Linked DNA regions of Capra hircus: region 2 is linked to region 1. The links are chromatin contacts, called in public Hi-C maps. All regions are on one chromosome and are shown on one strand. Each heading gives the region's core, a stretch centred on a gene start, on an enhancer-like site or on the middle of the called end of the contact. The rest is flanking DNA. Distances are from core to core; before and after follow the strand shown.

The links. A called contact is a pair of places that touch in the nucleus more often than the background predicts.
Region 2: a Hi-C map of blood shows a contact between it and region 1, with 4 times the contacts expected there. The contact joins two enhancer-like sites. A contact is called at or near these places in 2 of 5 Hi-C or Micro-C datasets (both in blood).

The regions. Positions count from the first base shown.
Region 1 is chr7:49,501,992-49,509,482 of ARS1.2, reverse strand. No RefSeq gene overlaps it. Among named protein-coding and RNA genes, the nearest start is that of CSNK1A1, 8.4 kb to the left of the region's middle. Within about 2 kb of position 3,367, at least 1 of the 5 cell types and tissues checked has an H3K27ac peak or open chromatin away from gene starts, as enhancers often do.
Region 2 is chr7:49,697,025-49,704,515 of ARS1.2, reverse strand. AFAP1L1 (actin filament-associated protein 1-like 1) reads left to right here. Exons shown (of 19, transcript XM_018050180.1): 9 at 338-430; 10 at 2,445-2,526; 11 at 2,763-2,912; 12 at 3,985-4,196; 13 at 6,381-6,526; 14 at 7,176-7,248. Among named protein-coding and RNA genes, the nearest start is that of GRPEL2, 25 kb to the right of the region's middle. Within about 2 kb of position 4,070, at least 1 of the 5 cell types and tissues checked has an H3K27ac peak or open chromatin away from gene starts, as enhancers often do.

The sequences.
Region 1 (7,491 bases), core at 2,118-4,617:
AAATATGATTTTTTGTGTCTCATATTAAATATGTATCATATTGATAGAACTGCATTTACCAATCCTTATGGAGTATTTTAGTTATTTCCAAAATCTTGCTAGTATAAAAATTTCATTGAATATTCCTATAGCTAAATCTTTGCCCACATCCAGAATTAATTGGTTAGAATTTGTTTTTAGAAATGCTAAAGTATTAAAATCCCTTATATCATAAACAACAACTCCTAATTCTGTTTTTGTCATTTGTGATGAATAAGTAATGAATAAGTATTTGTGGGCTATCCTATCTTTTCATTATTTAGATTTACCTTAAAAGTTTAAATCCTTATCCTTGAAAAAGGTTGTAAAATTATCTTTTCTGACCAATCATTGTTATTAATTAGATCTCCCCCCCCCACACACACACACAACTTCCCTACTCCCTTCCCCATCCATTTCAAAATCTCAAGAATTTTGTAAATGTGTGGTTTACAAGTCTGTGCTCATAAGACTGAAAATGTCCCTTTTATGGACACAGCCAGCAGGACACATTTGTTCCCAATTGGTGAAGCAATTGCTTTCTTTAGCTATGTAGATTCATTTGAAGGAAGGGGGCTAATTAGTTTCCTGTAAGAGTGGCTAAGTCGCATCCGACTCTTTGCAACCCTGTGGACTGTAGCACGCCACGTTTCCCTGTCCTTCACTCTCTCCTGGAGCTTACCCAAACTCATGTCCATTGAGTTGGTGATGCTGTTCAACTGTCTTATCCTCTGTCGCCCCCTTCTCCAGCCCTCAATCTTTCCCAGCATCAGGGTCTTTTCCAGTGAGTCGCCTCTTTGCATCAGGTGGCCAAAGTGTCGGAGCTTCAGCATCAGTTCCTCCAGTGAATATTCAGGGTTGATTTCCCTTGGGAGTGACTGGTTTAATCTCCTTGCTGTCCAAAGGACTCTCAAGAGTCTTCTCCAGCACCACAGTTTGAAAACCATCAATTCTTTGGCACTCAGCCTTCTTTATGGTCCAACACACATCTGTACTGACTACTGGAAAAACCAAATATGAGTGTGTTAGTCACTCAGTTGTGTCTGACTCTTTATGACCCTGTGGACTGTAGACTGCCAGATTCTTCTGTCCATGGGATTTCCCAGGCAAGAATCCTGGAGGGGGGTTGCTACTCCCTTCTCCAGGGGATCTTTCTGACCCAGGGATCAAACCTGGGTCCCCTGAAATGCAGGCAGATTTTTTACCATCTGAGCCACCAGGGAAACCCCATACATGACTACTGGAAACACCATAGCTTTGACTATCCGGACTTTGTCAGCAAATTGATGTCTCTGCTTTCTAATACCCTATCTAGGTTTGTCATAGCTTTTCTTCCAAGGAGCAAGAGTCTATTAATTTTGTGGCTGCAATCACCGTCTGTGGTGATTTTGGAGCCCAAGAAAATAAAATCTGTCCTTGTTTCCACTTTTCCTCATCTATTTGCCATGAAGTGATGGAACTGAATTTAGAAATAATGGCAATCAAAGGATCCTCAAAATCAAGAATATAGTTAAGTATGAAAAACAGGATAATCTCATATATATTCAAATCTCTAATATTTTGCATGAGTTCAAGTATTCCCACAGATGTAAAAGTGTATTCTCACAAAAATGAATATGCAGGTCTTAGAGATGGGGAAGAATTCAAATTGTCACTGTTCCAAAAGTGAGATTAACGCAGACTTTAGTACAGAGGTATTGTAAATGCTTGTGTTGGGCTTCCATGGTGGCTCAGACAGTGAAGAATCCACCTGTAATGTGGGAGACATGGCTTCCATCCCTGCGTTGGGAAGATCCCCTGGAGGAGGGCATGGCGACCCACTCCAGTATTCTTGCCTGGAGAAACCAAGTATGAAAAACAGAATAATCTCATATATATTCGAATCTCTCATATTTTGCATGAGCTTAGGTATTCCCACAGACGTAAAATTATTCTCACAAAAATAAATATACAAGGTCTTAGCGATGGGGAAGAACTTAAACTGTCACTGTTCCAAAAGTGAGATTAACCCAGACTTTAGTACAGAAGCATTTTAAATGCCTAAGTTAGGCATTTCACTGTGCTTCCTTGGAAGAAAATGCCTCCTTTGCCACCTATTATGAGTAAAATGTTTCCATTTACATTTCAGAGTAGCCAGGATCCTGAAGTTTTCCTAACTTTAACAAGAGATCCTGGAAACAATACTAGAGTAGTGGACCCTTATTTTATTCTTAAAAAGTAATTTGGGTTGGGACAGGAGAAGCCAGATTGAATATCCTTTTATTTGGCTTTTGAAGGGCTGGGTTAAATAGTTTAAGGAAATGTATCTTGATCTGACCTAAGTATTCAGAAGAACTGAATCTTATTTGTGATTCTACCTTAAATGTTTTCTGAGGCTTCAATGTACCTTCTAAAAAGAGAAGTCAGATACTAAAGTTCTTTATAGGTTTAAGAAACGTTGTACTATTTACTAAATTTGACTCTTGTATTTTGAAGTAGAAGAAAGAAATTAACATGCTCGTCTCCTGTCATAGCTTCTTAAAATCCAGATAATATGTAACATCCTGATGGGCAGGTCCTTACCCGTTTTCCTTAATATTTGTCAGAAAAATAAAATTATCTAACAGTGAAACACATGGCAATGGATAGATAGTTAGAAACTAGAAGAGATCCCCAAATTAGAAGAGTTTGGGAAATATCTTTTATTTGAAATATTTAAGAAAGAGAATTAAATAATTATCCCTGGAGGTGGAGGAGGAGCCTTACTTAAATGACCTCTGTAGGTCCCTTTTAGTCTAAAAAAATCCCCACTTAGATTCTCTTCAGGGAAAGCACAAAATGATTTAACTCTTCAACACAGCCTTATTCTTGGCAAGGTTGAAATTCAACAGTGAAAATCAAGGAAAATTTGTTTCATATTCTCTTTAAGACTGTTTCCACTAGCCCAACCCTTCCCTCCCAGAGTCACTTTGAGATAATGCCTGAGGCTTTAACTCATTTGTCTGCAATGAACATTCTGCAGTGTAATAACTGAATGCCAGAGATGTGTCCTGACAGGAAATTCAAATCATTGATGTTCAATGCACAGGTTAAAGACCTTACCAAGGCCAGGCCTTGAAGGGCACTGTAAAAGTTGAAATGCCTAGGTTCCCCTTTAGTTCCCCACTTCACCCCATTTATCTTGTTCTGGTCAGTCTATCTGACCTAGCAGTATTTACCTATCAAATTATATTTTACAATTTCTATTTTAATAACAAACTATTAATTCCTGGACACGCACTGTCATGCATGGCATTTGGGGATATTTGTGTAGCTACCTTTTGTTTGTAAGAATTTCTTCAGCGTTTTGGGGTTTCTGAGGTTGCTCTGTCCCTTTTCTCAGCCTTTTTTCTTTTCCCTTGCATTGTTCATTAGCAAGGGCATGAAACCCTGCTCCCAGTGACTCATTATTACTCACTATAGTAATCTACTTTTCTTTGTGAAGCTCAGTTCGGAAGATGCTTGAGTTGCCATTCTTGAGAACAGGTCCTAAGATCACATCCTGTTAACTCTCATCTCTCCATGCTAATGCCAAGAAGCACTGATACTGATCACAGAAAGTGGAACAGCTGCTTCATTTGATCTTGGCCAAGCCTGACACCACTGCAAGACTTTCTGCAGTAAGCAGAGACTAGGGTCTGATTGGGGGGGGTGGGGGGGTGGGAAAGAACTCTGGATTGTAGGCTCCTAATCCACAAAGCAAAGGAAATCAAGGTGTATTTATAGAGCCCTAGAAAGGGCTCATAAAGTTCATAAAGTAATTTGTCATACGCTAAATTGTACTTGTCATGACCAGTTTTAGAGATAGGTAAATCATCCCTTGTTATATTTGAAACTGAGGAAGGCCCTGTGGATCTTCCAGGCACAGAGGACCTTTTGTCCCCTGTTTTGTATAGGCAAGATTCCATGACCTTCCCTGAGTTCCAAAGTTCGGATTAAAACCAGTTGCCAATTAAGGGAGGAGCGGCCAAGAAACTATTTGAATCAAGATTAAAGGGACCAGAGAATCTCATCAACATTAGAGACTGGACCACCTGAGATGAGATTAAGGGAGTGCAAACCCTACTGTCATCCTAATCTTGTCAGAGACCTCACCTTTAAACCATTGTTATAAAACCTTAATCATATCCTCCCCAGGTTGAGACATAGATTTTTGAGGCAGAAGCTCAGTGTGTCTCCCTTTGCCTGCTAAAGCAATAAAGCCGTCCTTTTTTACTTCACCCAAAGCTGTCTCCAAGATTAGATTCGGCACCATACAGAGAGACTGAGCTTTCAGTAACATGTTCATCTTGTGTCTGAGAAAGCTGAAGCTCTGGAGAGGTTTGTTGACTTACCCAACAGCTCTAGCTTTTGTGAACTTGTAAGATCCATAGTAATCCTTGTTCTTTCTCACACTTAGCATGTCCTGTTCAGACCCTGGTGCCTGCTCTAGATCTGGATAGGGACTATATTAGCAGTCAGTACCTCAGCAGATGTACAGTTGACTTAAATCATCCCCCTCCAGCTGATTGACCCAGCCCATCTTCAGCTCAACTGACTTCTCAGTGTCAGAATTCTGTCACTTGAGCTCAAGCAAGATCCGGGTCCTGACTTCCATCTGTGTCTGAACTACACTTTTTAGGGCTGACACCCATCTCCTCCATGTCTGATGTTAAGTCTCGAGGATCAGTGAACCAGCTGACAGCTCAAATCCTATAGTCTTTGGCTGTACAACTGGTTCATTGACCCTGGCTGCTGCTGCTGCTGCTAAGTCGCTTCAGCCGTGTCCGACTCTTAGCGACCCCATGGACCACAGCCTACCAGGCTCCTCCGTCCATGGGATTTTCCAGGCAAGAGTACTGGAGTGGGGTGCCATTGCCTTCTCTGCCATGACCCTGGCTACCTGACCTCAATTATTTACCTCCAGTCATCCCTCCTTGATAGCGCTGCATACTTTTACCTCACTAGTGTTAATTACTTCTGCCTCTCCCTCTTTCATATTCTAAAGCCAACTGACGTATTTAAATATTAGTTCCCAGTCATACTTTCCAGACCCTCTTTACTTTCTCTCAGACCCTGAACCTGATCTGAGCTCCTAAGACTGCTTCTTATCCGTGTTCTTCTAGGCTAGGGAAATGATAGACCCTTCTAACCTATATGAAACTTGTATTTTTAATATTTTCTTTTGTTGCTTAGAATTTCAAATTCTTGACCTTCTTAGCTTATATTTTCTTGGCCCACACTATGTCACTGGTTACCATACCTTCTGCTTAGTTGAAATGGGATATGTAAAACCACTGTGTTTAAGGCATAAACCTTGTACAAATGTACCCTGCTGTTGTTATTAGGCAATTCAAGTCAGAGGTGTTCTAACCTTTCTGGTGGAGGAAGACTGAAATAGGAACTTAACAGTTATTGCCCAAACCAAAAATAAGACAAGTGTAACAACTATGACACTACCCCAACTGAATTCTTTATGTAGTTGATTCCGACAAGGTCGCCAACACAGGCATTTAAGATGTCATAGAAAACAGAAATAAAATATTCCAGGCTATTCTTAAGGTCTCAGAATCTTTCCTCTAATCAACCTGAAGATACTGAGTTATTAGATGGCACCTACTCTGATTGACTTTCCCATGCCAAGGTAATAATTACTTTCAATGTTTACACAGCATTGTATACAGTCTTCTTCTTACCCATCTTATCTTCTGCCAAAAAAAAAAAAATGTTTTTCTAGGGAAAAAAATTTCATAATTTTAAATTTTTAGGTGGTGTGACTGAGTCCCAAAGATTTTAGTTAACTTGCCTAAGTGCACTAAATGATTTGAGTGCATTTTATACTTGAACTCAGATTTTTATTCTCACTCTAAAGAATCTGCTTTTTTATTTCTCTAGCCCATGCATCTCAGAACTGTAAAACATCCTGGGAAGGAAACTACTCGTTTATTTCAAGATTAAGTGAAGATATAAAAGCAGATATCCACTTAACAGATAACATAATACGCCTCAGAAAGGTATGTTCAAGTATCCACACCAGATTATGGTTTTCAATAATTAGACAATGCTGCCATCTTGTGGATATGCTGGCTTCTATGGCCCAGAATCAGCTAGTTGGATCTGAGCATTCAAATGTTAAATGCCCAGGAAAGGGCTGGAGTTGAGGAACTTAGAATGAGGGGCTAAGTAAGTGTTAGGAGTTTGAGCAAACCTATTGTGCTTTCTGCACAATACCAGGGGCTTCCTCTATGACTCAGTGGGTTTGATCCTTGGGTTGGAAGGATCCCCTGGAGGAGGAAATGGCAACTCACTGCAGTATTCCTGCCTGGGAAATCCCATGGACAGAGGAGCCTGTGGGCGACAGTCTGTGGAGTCACAAAGAATCGGACATGACTGAACACACACACACATTGTGCTTTCTGAACAAGATCAAGCATTGTTAATATTTGAATGCTATGGACACGACTGAATGACTAACACATATGATATAAAGTCAGTGCATCTTATATTACCTGTTAAGGGGATAAGAGAGAAAAGAAAACAAAGATATATCTTTTTCGTATGGATAACCAGTTATTCTTGCATCACTGGTTGAAAAACTTTCTTTTCCTTGTCTTAATTTGAGATGCTATAACAAAATACCATAGATCTGGAGGCTCTCACAGATCTGGAGGCTGAAAGTCTGAGATCCGGGTTCCAGCAAGGTCAGCTTCTGGTGAAGGCCTTCTTCCAAGTTGGCATACTTATATTTTCACATGGCAGAAAGCAGTTACAGATTGTCAAGAAAAGTAAACAACACACAAGGACTTTGCTTCCTCTCTGAGGAAAGAGTTAACATGTTTTCAATTGTATACAACATGTATCATGGTAGGTGGAAGTCTGACCTTGATATTGTCTTTATTTGGAGATAAGTATGGTTTAAGGGGAGAAGGCAATGGCACCCCACTCCAGTACTCTTGCCTGGAAAATCCCATGGATGGAGGAGCGTGGTAGGCTGCAGTCCTTGGGGTCACTAAGAGTCAGACACGACTGAGTGGCTTCACTTTCCCTTTTCACTTTCATGCTTTGGAGAAGGAAATGGCACCCCACTCCAGTGTTCTTGCCTGGGGAATCCCAGGGACAGGGGAGCCTGGTGGGCTGCCGTCTATGGGGTCACACAGAATTGGACATGACTGAAGTGACTTAGCAGCAGCAGCAGCATGGTTTAAGGAGATGCATGTGTGTGCCAAGTTGACAAGGGATGAACTTGTGATAATAAATTTTATGTGTTATCTCAGCTGGGCCATAGTACCCAGATATTTGCTCAAACATTATTTTGGATGTTTATGTGAAGGTATTTTTTGGGGATGAAATTAACATTTAAGTAGGTGGACTTTGAGTAAAGCAAAATACCCTCCATAATATGAGTGGGCTGCATCCAGTCCTTTGAAGGTCTTCATAGAAAAAAGATTGACATCTCCCAAGCAAGAAGGAGTTACA
Region 2 (7,491 bases), core at 2,821-5,320, 190 kb before region 1:
CCCAAGGAGGTAGCAGTGGACCAGTAGCATCCCTGTGTTACAGATGGGGAAATGAAATCCCAGAGCAGGGACACGGCTTTGCCAAGGCCATGCAACTAAGTAGTAATGGCGCCAGGTCTAGAAGCCAAGCCTCTAGGCTCCCAGCTCCTTACGTTTTCAATTCAAGGGACAGACACAGGAGAAAGCCTGTTCAGAGCCTGATGTGCCCTACACATGGGGCAGGAGGCCATGCCAACCTGTCTCCCACCCAGTGATCCCAACCGCTCTTCTGGACCTTGTTCTTGCTTCTGTCCCCATAGCATCTCTCACCTGTTCACGGTGTGTGTCCTCTCCACAGGTCATCCGAGAGGTCAGCAAAGCCGTCGGGGGCACCGAGGGGGCAGACGTGCCCAGATCCCCAGTCCTCCTGTGCAAGGTGGACCTGGACAAGGTACCTCTGTCTTCACAGGGCCCCTCTGGGACAGCCTGTGGGAGCTCAGCACAGGCTCTGTCCCAAGGGACGCGCAGGCTGCTGGTGAAGCCAGACATTGACCAGGCACTTAATAAACACTTACTGAATTCATGAATGCCCATGTCCAAGGTGCAGCACAAGCCAGAGAAGGGAGTGACTAGGCTACCCTGCCAGGACAGGAAGGGGTCACATTTGAACCAAGCCATGAACACCAAATCGGAATCAGTCAGTCAGACAAGGAGTGTCCAGTGGGACATAAGTGAAGCAGTCGTTTCATTCTGTCAGGCCACCGGCAAATACATGCTAAAGCCTATGTTTCACCAGGTGCTGTGGGTGATCATGGGATTCAGCCCCAAATCCTAAGGGTCTCACACGACGTAATAAAGGCTAGCATTATAGAAAATGTGACTGTGGCCGGCACTGTTCTAAATGCTTTATGTGTGTGTGTACCTAACTTAATTTCTACAATTCTTTGATGAACTGCATTTTCAGAAAAGGAAGCCATGGCAAAAAGAAATTTGCCCAAAGTCACACATAATAAGAACAGAGCTAGCTGATCACACCCAGCCAGCCGACCAGTGGCTGAGCGTACAGCAGGAGGGTAGCTAAAATGTTTAGGTGGTGTTTCTGGAGAAGAGTGGGAGTGAGGACGTGTTACTGGTGGCTCTCTCTCTCCATAGACTCCTGTGACTGAGCTGTCACCGTCATTAAGTCAATTCCAAAGTGCACACACAGTGTTTCTTTATATTTGCTGTCTAACTTGATGAAAAACTTCTGTACATCATCACAGAACAAATAGGAACCACAACTTCTGTTCCACAGTTTACAGAGGTGATTCTTTATACCTGACAGTTCTGTCCCATTTCTGACAGTTGCCATTTTTCCAACTTTTGGAAACTTGGGAGAGTACACAGACTCTCTCGTTTCCCCTGCCTTCTATTACTATGCTTATAGCAAAGCATCCCCGAGCCTGGTCTAGGATATCCCCAGAAAAGGTTTAGGGGCCTCAGAGCTCTGTAAGTTCACCTTTTTAAGTGGATGGGTATCACTGTAGTCTTGTCCTGAGTCTGGCTGGCACAGTTTAGCTTCTTAAAGTGGGATAGTCACATACCACACAGATTTTAGAATGACAATTTCTAACAATTAGCCTCACAATTCACTTGTGCCAGTTCCCTGGTGCCTCACAGCAGCCCACTGACAGGAGGGTAATTCAAGGGGGAAGGCTTGGAGAAATGAAAGGATTTTCCCCCATCCCCACAGCTGAGGAGAGACATCATTTCTTCCAAGGTCCATCTTGACTATTCTACACCACTCCTTAATAGGAATGAATGAATGACTGGTCCAGAGTTGGCATAATAAGTAAAAATACTGCTGGCTGACCACGAAGTTGTTACCATGGGGTGGGTGGGTGGTGTATGTGGTATCTTTGCCATTCTCTCATCCAAGCTAGAATTGTAATGGATTCCTCTCTCATCACCATTCACATTTACTGACTACCGAGTCCTGTTATGACTTTTGAAAATGCCAACTCATCTTTTTCCCCATCCTCACTGGTGTTTGGTTCACCCTCCTGTCAAGTTTCTTGTTGCCCAGGATGACATTCTTACTGCCCCTTGTGCTTCCAGTCTTGCCCCCTTCTTGTCCATCTCCCATGATGCAGCTGGGAGGCTACAAGACCAACTTCACTACTGTCCCACTTAAATACCTTCTTACCTCCCCATCACCTACCAGATATGGTCCAAACTCCCAGGACTCTAATCTCAGCCTATTATATTGAATTTCTCAATCCCCAAATAGACTGAATTCCTCACTTCCAAATAAATGGAAGACACAACCATCCTAAGTCATAGCTGTCCTCCTCATACCAGTATGACAGTTGCTGACAAATATTTCGTTAGCTAATCCTCATGTACAGGGGTCAAGAGGAGACTGAACCAAGAAAGGGAGACTTTGAGTGTGCCTCTGACAGGGGGCTGTCTGTGTTCCTCACCAGAGGCTGTCCCAAGAGAAGCAGACCTCGGATTCTGACAGCCTGGGCATGGGTGACAGCTGTTCCACTCTGGGCCGTGAACACGGTAGGAGCCTCTGGGGGCTCAGGTGGGAAAATGCTAGAGCTGGGAGGGGCCTTGCCATGAGCACACCCAGTGCAGATCAGGTCCCGACCATTCTGGAGACCTGGCTGATGTGACCGGGCCTATCCATACTGGGCCAGGCCTTGTGTGCCGGTTCAAAGGCTGGGGGGAAGGCTAGGGGCAGATGATCTGGAACTTGGGGCTCCCTCCCCTCACCTAACCCATCTCCACGGCAACAGGCAAAGGGAAGAAGAGCAGCCTGTCAGAGCTGAAGGGTTCAATGAGCAGGGCTGCAGGCCGCAAGATCACCCGTATCATCAGCTTCTCTAAGAAGAAGGCACTGGCTGATGACCTGCAGGCGTCCTCTACTGAGGAGATTCCGTGCTGTGGTGGGTACCATGCATGCAGAGAATTCAGACCCTGTTGATGAGGGATCCTGGGGCCAAGCCAGAAGACCCTCCAGCCCTAATCTACCTCATTCCTAAGGCAGAGGATAGAATCCTACTGGAAGCCTAACCTCCACTCCATCAATAATCCATGCCCATCCACCACTCCTCCATGAGGCCCTGACACCTAACAGAAGGAAAAGTCAGCCAACTGTCCTATTTCTATGCTCGCTATGACATTAGTGCCGATCACTGCCCATCTCTGGGTCTCAGTTTCCTCTACTATGACAAGAGGAGAGTATCTTAACTTCCCAGTATATAATATAATATACCAAGTGTTTAAGTTATGGTCCAGTCTTACAAGGATATTTCTTGGAAAAAAGTATATAAGGACTTTATTGTAAATGCATAAAATGCGAATTAAAAGTAGTTTGAAAGAAAAGAAACATTGTTCATCTAAACGCATTGTTCCACGTACTGGAATCCAATTTTTTAAAAATCACGTGTTTTAGGTAAACAGTAATATTCTGCTAACCTGGAAAGAACATTATAAAAGCACATGGATATAAAGAAATATTTTGTAAGTGGTTGAGGACACTGTTATGGTAAAAAACAAATTAAGACCTAAAACATTAAAGGGAATTCTAAAGTCATCAGCCTGCCCCTCACTTGTTTTTAGCTCTTCATCCTGGCTACACGGTTTTTGTTCCCACACGCTGCCACTAGGTGGCAGCATCAGCCATTGTTTTCTGTCCTCCGCAATTAGTTTTTGCTATTTTAGGAGGAAAGGCAGAAGAAGAGTTGTGTCTTTCGTTCATTATATATAGTGGTTCTGTGCTTTCATCAAGGTTGGTATGGTCTGAAGGCTATGCAGGTATGTACAAATATGATTATCAATCCCCTGTTCACAGATAACAAACAAAGCTGAGGTCACAGGCCAGGAATGAGCTGACTCGGGACCCGGAAGGCCTTTCTCTCCAGCTAGAGTAGAGTTGCCCAGGCCCTCTGTCCCTGCCTCCTGACTTGTGTCCCCCAGCACCGTCAGGAGGTCCCATCGCTGGTCTCTTCCTCCCAGGTTATCTGAACGTGCTGGTGAACCACGGATGGAAGGAGCGCTGGTGCCGCCTGAAGCGTAACACCTTGTATTTCCATAAGGACCGCACAGACCTGCGGACCCACGTGAACGCCATTGCCCTCCGCGGCTGTGAGGTGGCCCCAGGCTTTGGGCCCAGACACCCATTTGCCTTCAGGATCCTACACAACCGCCAGGAGGTCGCTATCTTGGAGGTGAGAAGAGAAAATAGCTTAGGGGTGGGAGCTAAGAGGAGCTCTGGCCTGGAGGTTGGCTTTTGTCCCGGGGACTTTATTGACCTTACAGGGACTAAGGAAGAGGGAAAGTAAGCCAACTGTTGCTGAGTAGCCGGTTAAACTATAGAACAACCACTTAAATGTGAATTTCAGATAAACGATAACATTCCTTTTAGTACAAGTATATCCCATATTTGGGACATACCTATACTAATAAACTATTGTTTATCTGAAATTCAAACTTAAGAGAATTGTGCATTTTTATTTGTTAAATCTGGCAACCCTAGACCCAAGGTTTGTTTATTCTGCCTTATAAATATAGTCCCAAGCCTAAAAGGCATCTAGTCTAACTCTGATCTAATTTTGGAAACCTCTCTAAAACATACTTCCCACCAGTGACTGTTCATCTCAGATAAACCACTGCTCCTCCCAGCAAGCAACTAAATTTTTACAAAGATTCTCTCCATATTGAGTTGAAATCTTAAAACTCTGTATAGGCAGCAACTACACCCGTTCGGCATATTTTTGTTTTTCCAGAACCCAGCCTGATATCCAGCAATCCTGGGCTGGACAGTATTGGGCTCAATAAGTGACAGTAAGGACTCAATTAACATCTGTTGGACAAATGGCTGAATGACAATGTGATTTCATTTCACCCACTCATTTTTCCTAACTACCCACTGACACCAGGCCTCCTCTCTGGGGTCATACAGAATACACTGAATCTCTCTTTACATGTCAATCCTTCAGCTATTTAGAAATTTAAAATATAACTGGAGGAAAACTTAAACAACTACCCCCTCATATTACAGATAAGGAAACTGAGGCCAGGGCAGTCACATGCTTCATCCAAAGCTCCACAGAGGATTAATGGCCTCTTGGTCTTTTTCCTACAACTAAGACCCAGCCTCTTGGTATTGTTTTCTTTGCCCAGTACCCACTGCTCTCTCAGTTATTAAATGTAAGGAAATATTGACTCTGTAAGTCACTTCTACTTTCAGTAGCTTGAGATGGGTCTTTCATTTCTCTTCAGAAAGAGCTTTCCCTTTCTCTTCACAAAGAGCTTTCTGGCAAAAACTGTGCTTTTTAAATTCAAGTTTAGTTTTTGTGTGCTAACTTGATTTTATGCTGATGCTCTTTAACATTTCTCTGAGAGTATTTATCAAGTGCAAAAAAAAATAAGAATAGGAGCATCTTGAATGATGTCATTAGTAATTTAAACATGGGATTCTCCAGGCAAGAATACTGGAGTGGGTTGCCATTTCCTTCTCCAGGGGATATTCCCGACTCAGAGATCGAAGCCAGGTCTCCCAATTTAAACATAATAGATTTCTATTTATATTAACTTATATTAATCTTATATCCTACACAAATATATTTAAAATTCTGCATCTCATATGTTATTAGATGTCCACAGAACATTTAGAAAAACTGGAAAAAAGGTAAACATTCCTAAATCTCAAAAAGTAGAGTTGTTTTTTTGTGTGATTCAGTTATATATACACATATATTATTTTTGAAATTATTTTCCATTACAGGTTATTACAAGATATTGACTGTAGTTTACAGTAAATCTTTGTTGCTTGTTACATATCTATTTTTTAAAATTAGAAATCTAGCATTCTATTCATACTAAGTCAAACAGGTGGAATCAAACTGTCATAACTTTTTTAGTTAGGCAAAAATTCATATGTTTTCTAATATATATATATTATATATTTTATGATAATGTGCTTTAAATGAAAACATGTGTTTAGTTGACCAGCAACTTCGTAGAGATTTTCCTGTATACAGGAGTGTATATATAATTGGCATCTTTGATACAAGAAAAAAATGTAGGTTATGTGATAAATAGCCTCCTCATTTAATAAAAAGCAAATATTTTTTAAAAAGTTCAGAGAACACCTAAATTTTGTTTTCATATGCAATCGGTCCAGAAGGCTCTGAGGATAATGAGTGAGGTTATATGTTTCAGAAAGGTAGCTGGCTTCTCTATTTGCTATCCAGAAAACTGGATTTCTGGATGAGTGTTCTAGTCTTGCTCCTCTTGGATCCTTAAGTCCAAACAGATACTATACGTATATGAATTTGGCTGAAGTGAGTGGGTAGCCAGAGGCCCTGAATGTGCCACAGTGAACTCAGCTTGTACCTTCTCTCCTTCAGGCAAGCTGCTCAGAGGACATGGGCCGCTGGCTTGGGCTGCTGCTAGTGGAGATGGGCTCCAAAGTCACTCCCGAAGCACTGCACTATGACTATGTGGATGTGGAGACCCTAACCAGCATCGTCAGTGCAGGGCGCAACTCCTTCTTGTAAGGGCCAGTACCCCACAGCCCCCCAAACCTGCCTACAACCTTTCCTATCTCAGCTCCCTCTCAGAGGCAGAATGGGAGGGAAGGGAGGATGGGCTGAGAAAGACTGCTTCCTTGGGAAGTCAGAGTGGGTGCCTTCCTCTTCCATCAGGAGGAGTAAGCTGGTTAAAGAAGGAGGCTCAGGGTTGGGGATGCTGTGGGTGGAATGAGCCAGAAAGGAGAAGCTCTTTTGGACCATGGCCTGGGCTCTGCTCTCATGCCATAGAAACTTAGGGTCCCCATACCCTTGAGCCTCTGGGCAGGCACGAGGCTCCTCTGCAGAGTTTGCATTATAAGTGCCAGCTTCGAGTTACGGCTCTATCACGACCAACAGCTTAGGCTGGTTGCTTGCCAGCCTGGATCCTCTGTTTTCTCACGTACAGAATGGAGGCGATGAATAACCTGCTTCCTGGATTGTGAGAATCCCATGTGTCCCTGCCTATAAGCTCTAAACACATCAGTGGCACAGTGCTGCCTGGCATGCTGCTATCACTGACTTTCTGACCTCCATTAACAGCTGCTGCCAGAATCAAATAAGTGGACAGGAAAGCACTGTAAGCTGCATAAGTATCACTGTCACATCATCATCATCATCCCTTGTATCTTCTAGATATGCAAGATCCTGCCAGGATCAGTGGCCTGAGCCCCGAGTCTATGATGATGTTCCTTATGAAAAGATGCAGGTATGGTCCCTTGGGACTTTGGGGGACATGGCAAAGGCCACTTATTAGCTCTCCCTCTCTCCTTCCCTCACTATTCCTTTGCCTCAGAGAAATCATTTTTGTTTAACCAGCACCTGGAAGGAGGGGGAGAGGGGACCTTCTTGCCCCAGACTGTGGCTGGGGAGAATCTCTGGAACAGGAGGCTGGGCAGTGTGGAGGAAAGAGCCCCTCACCAGGAAGAAGAGAGGGCTCTGCAAGCTACAG